Regions from separate parts of the Drosophila melanogaster genome. Here regions 1 and 2 are each linked to region 3. The links are chromatin contacts, called in public Hi-C and targeted proximity ligation maps. All regions are on one chromosome and are shown on one strand. The core of a region is the stretch at or near the end of the contact, and the rest is flanking DNA. Distances in the headings are between cores, read along the strand shown.

Region 1 (4,219 bases), core at 906-3,405, 140 kb after region 3:
CTCTTCGTCACCGAACATAAGCCTCTCCATGAGCTCCATTTGGGTGTGGAGGATGGCGGCCAGAGTGAAGGTTCGCTCGATCCGCTCCCTATATTTCATCTGCTCCAGATCCTTGTCTATCGGCATGACATATATTGTCTCGGAATAAATTGAACTAATCTTCGTCTTTCGTCGCTTAAGCTCATTACTATTCAGTTTTCGTTGGATGTTCTGTGCAACTGTGCGATTCTTTCGCTGATATCCCTTTTGGCAGTGGAACACTTTTACGATGTAGTTAATAAAGTGGGCATATTCAACGCGCAGGAATTGCCAGAATGTTATGCGCTGCCTCACTTTCTTATCCCTATCCGCCTTGACACTGGCCATCTGATCCCTCATCATGGAAACGATCAAGTTGATCAGCATGTACTTGACCACGAATCCCATTATGGTATACAATAAGATGCCCAGCCACTCTCCGCCGTAAAAGATATCCGGTGGGTATACCAAATTCGTATAGCCAAAGGCAAAGCAGGTGACCGTAACAATGCCCTTGGGGAAGTCCCTGAAGTTGCTGGTATAGTTGCCATTGATGGTTACCGTCGCAATGCCAATTGCAATGATGAAAATCACGGTTATTACGAAGGTGCAGAGCAACGCGTCCCACGCCATAGCGATTGTCTTGGTGAACAGTTGGAAGGTGGCGGAAAACTGCAACACTTTCCACAAACGCATAGTGACCAAGGCCACGGCCAATCCCGTGACCACATCCTCAAGGTAGGCGAGCTGGGCTGGCTCCCGAAAGTCCAGAAAGTCCACCACAACGGCGATTTCAACACTCTTGATCATCTTTTGAACCAAGTTATCCCGCACCGACATGATCATCCCCACAACGAGGCTGAGTGCCACGATCATTGCATCCACCTGGACCCACAGGGTCTTCAACTGTCGAGGATCGTACCAGACCTTCAGGAAGAACGCCTTGGTGAACTGCAGCCACGTGACGACAAAGACAAACACCATTAGCATTCCGAACTTCGTAAACTCTCGCAGTTGCTCCACAAAGGTGTGACTCTCGATCCTCGTGTGGCCATCAGGATACTGGTAAGGGAACTTTTCCACCCACAAGGTGCACACGGTAAAGGTGTTGGCATCCGCGTTGTACAAGCTGAAATCCATGAACAAAGCGGTCGTATTCGCATCCAGCCAGTTTTTCTTCATCAAGTAATCAATAATTTTCAGGCTTTTGTGGCGGGTGTCCGAGAGCAGTACCTTGTAGCCCTTCGATTCCGGATAGTTGAACATGTGCCCCACGTGGTTAATGCCCATAAGTAGGTTGTCCCGAGCAACAGAAACACTGGGCAGCCAGGGTGTGTAGATGGGCCAGTACTTGTCCGTATAGGGAACCCTTTCGTAGGGCAGTGTCCAGCTCTCCGAAAAGTCCCGCTCAGTGAACACAGGAAGCGATAGACCCAATCGGTTGCTCTCTGTCCTCAGCTGCCTCAGTCTCACCACGCCCAGTAGTCTAGTGCCCTCCGCATGGATCCAAGGAGCTCCGCCACTGGTGTTCTTGCCATCCGTAAAGGCCAGCACTAACGAGGACACCACAAAAAAATATATATCCGGCACATCCCCCACACTCAATAGTCCGAACGCATCCCCATGATTACATTGGAACAGTAACTCCGTGGCCTCTGTGTTAAAGTACAGCAACTCATCGAAGAAAGCCAAGGCCATGAAGAAGTAAACCAGGAACAGCTTGCCCGTGAGCCAAAGTTCCTCGGTAATCAGGCGATACTTCAGGTTGACCCTCTCGTTCCGATGCCTCTCCGTGATCATCAGCTCACTCCGCAGCGTCCGGAGGCGCAGTCTGAGATTGTCCATGAACGTGTCCACATTGGCATTCTCGTCGGGAGTCTCCGGTGCTTGGTGGGCCGGCCAGAAGGCGGCATCCAGCGACATAATTGTGAACTTAATGGGCGTAAAGATTAGGATCTGAAGTAAAGTAACGGCCAAGAAGGCAACCAGGATCATGTTGAATTTGCCATATTCGTGACGGAAGCCCGAGAACATCCAGATACAGGCCACACAGATGGCTATGATTATCAGGGTCAGATAGAATATTATGTTACTAAACTTCTTCGCCATTGCTGTTATCAAGCTTTAGTTGAGCCTCTATAAGCTTGTATACAAATAGAATGAGTGAAAACTCCCTTGACAGTTTAGGATGGGGTTCTTTGGGATGCTTTAGATTTGATTACAGTGCCTGTCCATACTACGTAACTTATTATCATACTATTATTATGTATACTATTAGGTATAATTTGCATAGTCCCAGATTTAAGTTTACAAAGCTTTCCCCGGACTCCCAATTATTTCATTGAAATAAATATTAATTTGAAGCGTATTTAAAAAGGAATATACAATTGAATATCCATTTATTTCCGTTGTCTCCGAGGTGATCACAGCTTAGTAATTTAAATAAGGAGCGGTGCAGATGGAACGGCGTAGCTCAGTGGTGCGGAGTAAGCCAAAGGCGAGGAGTAGGTCATGGCGCAGCCAGAGGAGCGGCTGCGTACAGGGCCAAGAGAGACACAGCCAGAGGAGCAGCCACGGGAGCAATCACAGGAGCAAGAGCGATTTCATTCATTAACCTGACAACTGGCAGCGGTCACAACTGGAGAGAGACCAGCTACTACGACAGTCAGACCAGAGGAGGAGAGTAAGCCACGTTAGCAATGTAGGCCAAGGCGCACCAAGCAGTTCAGGCCAAGACAAGGACGTCCTGTGAATAAAATACAATTCGTATATAGGGCAGAAAGCTAAGATTCAAAACTTACGGATTTAAACATTTGGATTATGGATCTGGTGCTTTCGGTTCGAAAACTTGAACCTGATGTCGCCTGTAGCATATTGGACTAATCTACCCTAAGAATACAATAGATGATTGGGTATAACATAGCGTCAATACATTGTGACACTTTGTCATAATAAATATAAATATACAAATATACAAAAAGACCACCAAAAACTACGTAAGCACTCCAGCGCCCCAGTAATACGATCTAACGCTTATACATAAGCCGATCGCGGAGCGTGGGAATGCTGAGCATGCACTTTGCAGCTCAAGTGGTCAATGCCTTCTGCATACATATGTATATGTATAAATGTAAGTAAGAATACATAGATATAAGCAATGTATGTGCGGGTTAGCTGAACCCAACTTCAGCACACTTTGATCATTCGAATAAACAGATTCAAACAGAGCAGAGGTTCTGAGCTCGGAAACCAAATCTATTACATCTATACCTGTTACATTTTTAAAACAATTACACGCCCAACACATTCCATACCACTATTTATACGCCGCATCGAGGCTGCGCCTGTGACTTCAGGTCATCGCATTTAGTCCACCTTCTGCAGTTAGCAGTGAGAAATCACATAAACTACGGAAAAGTGAAAATGGTTAATCGTAACGGGAGACTGTCACAGCATTTATATGAACTAAATAAGTGCGAACAGGAGTCAGAGCTGACCACAATTTCGGGTATAAATATGCTCCACGCAGAGGAGTGGGATATCAAAGAGCTTCTAGCCTTCCGAAAAAGCACAACACAACGAAATATTCCACCATGTTCAAATACGTACGTTCTTCAGAAAGGACCCACAGAGGATTAAGCTAATCAAGCTGATTTGTTAACAGGCCGTCCTTGTCCTGATAACCGTCGCCTGCGCTGCTGCCAAGCCCGATCTCCTGGGTGCTGCCCTGGCGTACACTGGTCCTCTGGCTTACTCTGCTCCTCTAGACTACTCTGCTCTCGCTGCCGTGGTAACTGCTCCCACTCCACCTGTGACCGCCACCAGTATCGCCAGGAACAACAATGGAATCGATGCTGCTTCTGAGATTGCTTCCGTTGCTGCTCCAGTGGTGGCCAAGTACGCTGCTGCTTCTTTGGCCTACCCTTCGCGTTTGGCCAACTCCGCTCCAATCAGCTGCGCCTCTGCTGCTGCGCAGGTCATCATCTAAATTATCAACATGTGATCACTTGACGAAATAAATTTGCAAATGTATGTCAAAAATGATGGTGGTGGCAGCGTGATAGGAAACTATCGATAGGATCAGGAGTGCAGTTGGCAGGAATGATCGAAAAAGAAGTTGCAAACTAGAAGTCGAAATGAAATGAGTTGTGAAAAAGCGGATAAGTCAGAAGTTGAAAGTAGAAGTAGTGTTTGTCTTTTC
Region 2 (3,950 bases), core at 67-2,566, 210 kb before region 3:
TGGCTCCACTTTGAATGCTCCAATGCTCCGCCCAAAATAGTCTCGCTAAACTCTTAACAAAACTGCGAATAGTTGTGTGAATGGCGATGGCGGCTCAGCCTTGGGTGAAATCTCTGTAACTTGGCCATAGAATTTCCAAGTCAAAGGAGCCCAGAGTCAAACGGACCTCATTGTTCCTTTTAACATTTTGGATTCTGACCTCGAATCAAAGCTGATTTGGCAGTTTCTCCCAGCTTGCATGTTAACAAAGCAATGGAAGGCGGAAGTCTTTAACGGCACGAGTTTCGTTAAGTAAATGTAAACTAACTAATATTTAATATTGATATTTATGTGTATGCTGGGTGTTGCACAATTCATTAAGCATTTTAAGGATATTATTCAAATTTTAAAATTATTTTTGTTAAATTTTGAATAAACTGAGAAACATCCGTGCTTTTGCGTTTTACGGAAACTAGAAAATGGTGAACAGGTTCCTTAGAATCATAAAATGTTTAATTTATTTGTTTTGCAATTAAATAAGCAGAAACAAAATAATGTATAACCCATGAGTCCCTTATATGAACTGATGAAACTGTGTATAGCTGACTTGTTCAATCTAATAAGAATATTTTCGTCCTAAACAAATAGTACCCTTGATTTCCGTCTAACATTTAGTTATAATTCATAATTCATCATTGATATTCAGGCAAGTGAAGCGAATTTAAAGTAATTGAATTCAGTTGCATGCTGCATTTCCTTCCGCTTCTGACTAATTTCTCCCATCGAATGTGCTTTAGTATTCCCTTTAATCTAACCATTTTACTATTTTAGTTGCCCAGATGGGTTGAACCCAACAAAACGGCTGACTTTGCACGGTTGATGAGTTAATGTCCTGTGTTAATTAAATGCCACAGACGCTCCTTGGGGAAGTGCATGCTGGCGGAGTTATTCACCGACCTAAGACCTTTAAAGCCGCTGTATTCAGTGTTCTGCTGGTCATGTAGCCGTCTTGGCCTGCCATTTAAAGTCAGTGGGCTGACACAATCTAATGTTGGCTTTGCATGTTCCACAGCCAACTAACGAACTGGTGGTAACAAGGTTAGTTGGCAACTGATTCGGCCTGCTTAGTTAGTCCCTTTTCCCCGAAAAGAAGTTCACTCCCTGTTCGCACGTTTTAATAGTGGTTTGTTGGTTTTCCTGAATTTTGATCGTTGTGTTATTCAAATATGTAGACACTCACACACGCACACACATTGGCTGCCAATCACAGTGGCAAAGAATTTCCACTCCTTGAATTTGGGAAGCAACTCCCCACCAAACTGGTTTCTGTTCTTTTCTTTCTTGGTTTTTTCTTTCTTTTATTTTCCTTTTTTTTTTTTGCTGTAGACCAACTCCTGGCCGAAACCGAATCGAAGCTAAACCGAAACTAAATCGAAGTCCCAAGTGTCGGGAGCGAACGATTCTGGCGTAGACGTCCGTTCGGGCACAGCTTGAGCAACAAACTGTTGGCCAAAAGGATTTTTTGGTTTCTGGAGTCGGCCAAAGCTCGTGGAGCTCGTGTTTGGGGCACGCTGTTGCTATTGGCAGTGAAAGCTTTCCCAGTGTTTTGCCCCCACCTCCCGGTGGTTTGCCACCACTTTCCACCGCTTTCCATGTGCGGCAGGACACGTGCGAAGCTTTTAGCACGTGAGCCATGTGTGTTTTATGCCTGGACAATGGCCGTGTGGCATTTTCGAAAAACCTTTCTCAACAAGTGGAAAGCTTTCAATTTGCTACTAATTAGCGCCTGTCAACTAATTGAATTTTCATGGCCACGCCAACGGACGGGCTCTAATTTCGCTTTTTTGGCAACTCTCGAAAAGTTTCAGCTGCGCTCACTTTCAACCTGTTGACCAGCTTACTGGCACCCAGTGGGCGGCACCGCATTCGTCCTTACTCGCCCTCGCTTGCCGAGCTGCGAGGACCTTGCCTTGCTCTTGAAAACGGCAGCTAGCAAGCGGCAGTCGGCTGAAATATTCATGCACGTAAGGTCATCGAAGCTATTTGGCTGCACTCCGCTCGGCTGGCACTAAAAATAAGTCGGTAAGTAGATATAAGTATAATTCGCGTAAGTTTTGCTTGGCAAGGCAGCCGAAAATTTCAAATTTCGTGCCTAATACTTTGGCAAGGACAAATGGAGTGTCCGATGGACAGCGATGGGGTTTATAATTGAAAAATAATTGAAATAATTGCATTTCGGACATTTCGTGCTACTTTCCTAGGGCCAATGTGATGATGATCGTCGCTTAAATTTTGATATAATTTTAATTTCTAGGGCTAGGCAGTAGAAACAATATTTATGTTGCATACTCACTTTTCCAACTACTAACAACGCTTAACTGAGCTCACCAAAATAAAACCAACTTATTGCGCTAATATAAGTGACACATTTTACAAACACGTTTTCAGGAATGAAGAGGACCTTCTAAATCATTTTCACTTTAAATTGTAACCACTAGTAGCATAGCTATTGGTTGAAGTTTTCTTTTGAAAGCTCGGAAATACCAGTATTTCAAAAATGGTCTTCACTTAAAGTAAGTGGTTGAGAACTTTGCTTGTAGTGCTAAATTAAGCTAATTAAAGCCAATTTAAACCATGCATTTTTTTGTATCGGTGACGGAGATTTTGCATACGTAGGTTGGGACTAATTATTCCTTATTGATTCTTTGATAATACTCAATATTTTTGTTTATTTTTAGGGAAATTTTATATGATTATCGGTACTCAGCCAAACTGAGTTGCCACCTTGCAGAATATCCAAAAAAGGTTTTGCCATGCAATAGGTTTGTGTCGCCGATTAGGTTTTTTGTTTTTATGGATTGTGGTTCCTGTCACGGAACTTAGTTCTTACTTCTTCGGGTTCTGATATTGGGTTTCGTACTGTCAACTGCTTGACTCATCTGACGGCTTAATCCTCGTCTTCGTAAAAAAAAGCAGTTCTGTTTAATAGTACTGCTTACTCTTCGAGTGGTACATGGACATGGTATTCCAGAACTGAATACTTTTGAAAAATGTTTCAACTATACTGACCATTTGTAGCATTGCATATATTAAGCGTGCTCTATTCTGTAAGTACCTCCTGTTTTATGTACAGAAAGGATGTGTACTCCAAATCGATCCAAAGTTATTGCATTCAATAAAAGGTACTCCAAAAACTTTAGAGCAAACAATGCTTAGCATTCTACCATTTCCTGTCCTTCATTGACTATTACAACAATCAATTGCTTCCTGCGCCCATTCCCATAAAAACAAAGTGGACATCTTACGTTAAATTTTATTTTATATGGATTTTCTTTTTCAATTACAAATGTATTTAATATTATTGTTGTTGCTGCTGCTTTTTCGTATATTTTGTTGTTGTTAACGCGTTTGATTTTTGACTTGTGTTGCTGCTGTATATTTTTATGTGTGCATAAAAATCGTGTCACTTTCAACAACATTATTTCGTTTTTTTGATTTGATTAATATTTTTAAAATGCATTTTGTTTGTAAATAAAATAATGTCTGCATGAAGTTTTGTTAAAGTATTCTCTTGCCGGTTTTCCTGCGCCGCTTCGCTCCATATAAATATGTAGTGTATATATAATTTGCTTTTGGTTTTCATTTATTTTATTATTAAATTACATTTCACAAAATACAATTCACAACTACACTTGATGTCAAGTTTCTGGTTTCCGTGCAACTTCAACTGATCCATCAATCACCGCCAGCTTTCAATTCTCCTCAATCCTGACCTATCAATCTAAAATCCACTCCATTATGAAATATTTTCTTTTAAAATTAAAAAATCGTATACATTCGCAAATTGCAATCAATTTCGGTTCATCAATTTAGTAAATTAGTTTTCAATCACAAAAAATTAACAGAAAATGTTTCGAGTTGAGAGTCAAAATTGCATTATTTATTTTTACATTTTATCATTTCAATTCGTT
Region 3 (4,031 bases), core at 1,463-3,962:
TAGCATATTTCTTTGCGCTCAATTTCCTGTATTTTGTTGCCGTCGTAGCCATTTCCTGTTATTGCATTTTTAAGCAGGACTTTTTGATGGAGCTTCATGGAGAAGGGGATGGGGAAAGCGGCGAGCCTGAGCAGCCTGATGCCGGTGCAAATAAGTGCACAAGTTTTTTGAAATATTAGCAACTATTAAAATGCAATTAATTTTGAGTGAAAAATTCCCAAAATACTCGACCTAAGAGGCTTTTTGTGTAGTCTTCAGTTGCTCGAGTGGACTAGCTCACATGCTCTTCATAATGGCAGGGAGTCCATGCGCCATTAGGCATGAATGTTTTCAAGTCCTGCTCTTTCTTTATTTGTTCTTGGAATATTTTCGAATTTTTCCCAGAGCATGGGTAATTGGTCGGGCAGACTTCTTGGGCGACACGACACCAGAGCGTGAAATTGTAAATAATTCAGTCTCCTCTACTAGCAAATAAATAAAGCACACAAATGTTTTCCACAATCTTTCTCAAAAGGGTCAATCGTTGTTTGTTTCCTAAGGTTATTAGTTAAGTTATTCAAACCACATGGGCTCAAGCAGAAAAACCAAATAAAAACTATTATATTTTTGAAAATTAAATATATATTTAAGCCAGCTTCTTCTACTTACTTGTTCATGAACAAGGGCTGTCCATTGGTCCAGTCCTCGGAGAAGATGTGCAGCGACATTGGCCGCGGACCACTTTGTGCCGGGCACACCACCCTCATGGGTCGCAGGGGTCGTCCGGAGTAAATCATCAAGCGGTTCTTGGTGTGACACCGCATGGCATCCTCGGAGGTGGGATCCACGGGCAGATAGGCGCCCCAGGTCTGAACGAAGAGTGACCTCTCGGCCGATTGTGCTTCGATGTACCAGGCCAGGCCTTCACAGCTTGCGTCCTGAGTCTTAAGAGGATACTTGAGTTCGTCCTCCCCTCCGGCTCCTTTGAGTTTCAACTGCTTCCTGCAGTCCGGTTGTCTCTTGAATTCGTAGGAAGCCGAGAAGAAGACATCCGCAAAGTCCTCCGATATATTTAATCTCGTGACCGTGAAGGACAGCTCCATAATCCTCGAATGCGAAACGAAAGTGAGCGGTGCATTGCTGTACAAGGCACTGGAGTTATCGCAGAAGCAGCCCAGTTGGATTTTCACGTCCCTAAATGGAACATCGAACAGTCGCAGCTCCGTGATGCGGCCCTCCGGATCCAGTTGATTGCAGCGGGGTCTGCCTGTATGCAGATCCGAGTCAGTGGTACAGGCTGTACCTTCTCCGAAGGACACGTTATGCAGGACCAGTTTCACCCTCTCCGAAGGACCCGCTTCAAAGCGATACAAGCAGGTTATGTTCTTGGCTCCGCCTCGTCCGTACAGAAACACATTCCTGGGAACCTGAATGTTGCCCTTACGCTTCTTGAAAATTCTTGAGCAGAGTGGCGGAACCGGATCTTCTCCCCGTCTTCCCGCCCACGTCTCGCCGCCCTGCTCCGTGTCCACAAACTCGTAGTTCAGAGCAAACTGAGCGGGAAACAGGGCGGTGCCGGTATGCGTGTGGAACTCCAGTTTCTGTCAGGGGAAATGGTAATAAGAGAGTTGAAATACTGTGAAAAACTGTAGCCTTCAATAAGATTACAATAAAATGGTATATTAAAGCGAACTGCAATGTTAGCTACTTTTAATATTTTCAAAGCTCTGCTCAGTTTATAAAGTATTTGCAAGCTTTGTAAATAGTTTTATTGAAAAATGATATGTGGGCTGATAAAAAATTCTGTGAAAATGATTTGTCCTACATCTGACATAATATTCAACTTCAATAAATATTCCGCTAGAGGAATAAACTGTGCCACGTTTAATTTATTTTTGGAAACTCTTTAATATTGACAGTGCCAGCTTGTGCACATGTGTATTTAATTTAGGGGAGCTTATGGATATTTCGTAAAGTTCTTTATGACTGCACGGAGAGCGCGGAATTGCACAATGCGCGGCGGCTTCAATTTGGCATCACAATATTTGCAGTTCATATTTGTCAACGAGGAGCGACGTCAAAAAGGCTAAGCAAGCTTATTGCGGTTGTCTGTTTGTCCGTGCATGCCGTCAATGCCGCCCCCATTCCTGCCCACGGCCACGCCAACGCCCACTTGCCGCTCCCCCATTTGCCTTTGTATTGTGTGCGTGTGTGTGTGTGTGAGAGGGGGCCGGGGGCTGGCTTTGGCGAATTTGAATTTGGCGCCTGCCCCTGGGAAATTCGCTCTGCTCCTTCGTTATTTGTGCACGTCTGGCGATGCAGTCGAGTGTTTAATTTGATTAATTTTGTCAAGTTTAAAGCAAACACGAATCGCTCTGCACTCTGCCAAAAAATTCCCAGCTTCCGGCTGCCAGTTTGCAGCTCTTCAGTTTCTCCAGCTGCGTTTTATTTATTTGTGAGGGCCCTTGGGCGTGCCAAATTGGGCACTCTGCACTCGGTGCTCGCCCGGCAGCCAAGGTGCAGTCACAAAGTCGTGTTCCCCCACTGACTAATTTTTATTTTATTTTATTTTTTTAAGCCCTGGCCAAAACAATGAAAACAAACAGTGCCAGCTGACAAATTAGAAAAGTCCTTCGGTTAACTTCTAATTTTCCCGACTTGGTTGTGATGCCAAACGCAGCCGGAAGGTAGGCTACGGTTTTTATTGCTCTTCCGGCGGCGAAGATAAAATGTTGCCTACTTTTAGGCTGCTGCAACTATCCAATTACAACCGGAATTGAGTTAAGTTAGATGACTTCGAGCAGAAATAAAAACCATTTTTGCTGTATCTTTAAACATATTTCAAAACATAATAAATGATGGTATATAAGGGCTTTTTAATGCTAATCATAGTCTTATTTAGCTGAATAAATGATCAAGATGTCTGTTTGCATTGATAACAAATGAACTGATGTCGGACAAATCTGAAGAAAACGTTTACTACATTCCATTTATCGACATCTATCCAAATTGAATCTTTTGATTTACTTACCAAATCCCTTCCGGTGCTCACGTAGCTCTCCAGCGGACTGCAGGGTCTCTGCTTATTGCCCCCCATCACGGCACTACTTCCGCTCACTCCACTTCCGATGGCAGTGTGATCGCACAGCTTCGGAGTCTCGTAGTCGTAGATCTCCAGCATGAGGCGACGCTTGCCCTTGGTGCTCATCAGGGCCACTGCACTATTGCGATCCGAGCTGACGACGGCAGCTGCCGAGACTTCCTTGGAGGACTTGCCGCTGGAAATGTAGTTGAGGCTGTCCTTGACCCCGGAGATTGTCTTGCCGGAGCCAGCGGATCCAGTCGATCCTCCGCCAGGACCTCCACCCTGATAGCCGCTGTACTTGTTCTCCTGGTTGAACACACTCGACTGCGTGGGGCCGTAGATGTAGGTGTCCACCGGATTCCAGGCATTGTCGATGTTCACTCGCAGATTCCGATTCAGCTTCGGATTGCTGGCGCTGTAGTAGTAGCTGCCGTAGTTGCTCTGGTTTAGGAGGGTTGGCTTGCCCCCGTCCGCCGATGAGGCAACGGGGGGTGGCGGTGGCGGTTGGCCGGTGGTTGAACTTGTCGATTTCATGGGCACATATGTGCCATAGCTGTCCCACATCCTCAGGCGCGTTATCCAAGGTGGCAGATCGCTCTGCAGGAAGACAATTGGAGAGCGAAAAGAAAGCGAACACATGTTATTGTTTAATTCGTTTGTTGGCATTATTTTAACCTGCACTGAGAGAAATTAGCAGGCAGAATTTCATGTTTTAAGAAAACTATACCAACTTCTAATGCTTATTCTTGGGAATTAATAATTGCAATTTTATATTTATAATTAATTAATTAATTAATTAAAGATGATTACACATATTATGAATATACTTAAATAGCATTTGTATCCTTTGAAATGGTTTCCTATGATTTGAAATTTTGAATACTATAAAATTCGATTTCCTCACTTGAATGTTACGAATGTTTTTCTCGAGTACTTGGGTGTGATTCGTGCCATTCACTCCACGCGT

What was found. Hi-C and Micro-C count contacts between places; a contact is called where the count stands out from the background.
Region 1: a contact with region 3 is called in a targeted proximity ligation map of the Kc167 cell line, with 4 times the contacts expected there. A contact is called at or near these places in 9 of 107 Hi-C or Micro-C datasets (the Kc167 cell line, brain, cellular blastoderm embryo and 3 more) and 1 of 7 datasets of targeted methods (the Kc167 cell line).
Region 2: a contact with region 3 is called in a Hi-C map of the Kc167 cell line, with 2.6 times the contacts expected there. A contact is called at or near these places in 3 of 107 Hi-C or Micro-C datasets (the Kc167 cell line, the S2 cell line and embryo).

What each region holds. Positions count from the first base shown.
Region 1 is chr3L:19,484,343-19,488,561 of dm6, forward strand. It overlaps brv1 (brivido-1), which reads right to left and starts at 2,156. Exons shown (of 1, transcript NM_140859.2): 1 at 1-2,156. The coding sequence starts at 2,127. CG32212 reads left to right here and starts at 3,218. Exons shown (of 2, transcript NM_168799.3): 1 at 3,218-3,623; 2 at 3,683-4,006. The coding sequence starts at 3,612. The coding sequence ends at 4,006. It also overlaps hpRNA:CR33940.
Region 2 is chr3L:19,137,659-19,141,608 of dm6, forward strand. It overlaps CG14082, which reads right to left and starts at 1,317. Exons shown (of 5, transcript NM_140836.2): 1 at 1,220-1,317. It also overlaps a transcript of fz2 not described here.
Region 3 is chr3L:19,347,224-19,351,254 of dm6, forward strand. CG32206 reads right to left here. Exons shown (of 14, transcript NM_176360.2): 11 at 3,011-3,661; 12 at 649-1,580. Among named protein-coding and RNA genes, the nearest start is that of pip, 12 kb to the left of the region's middle.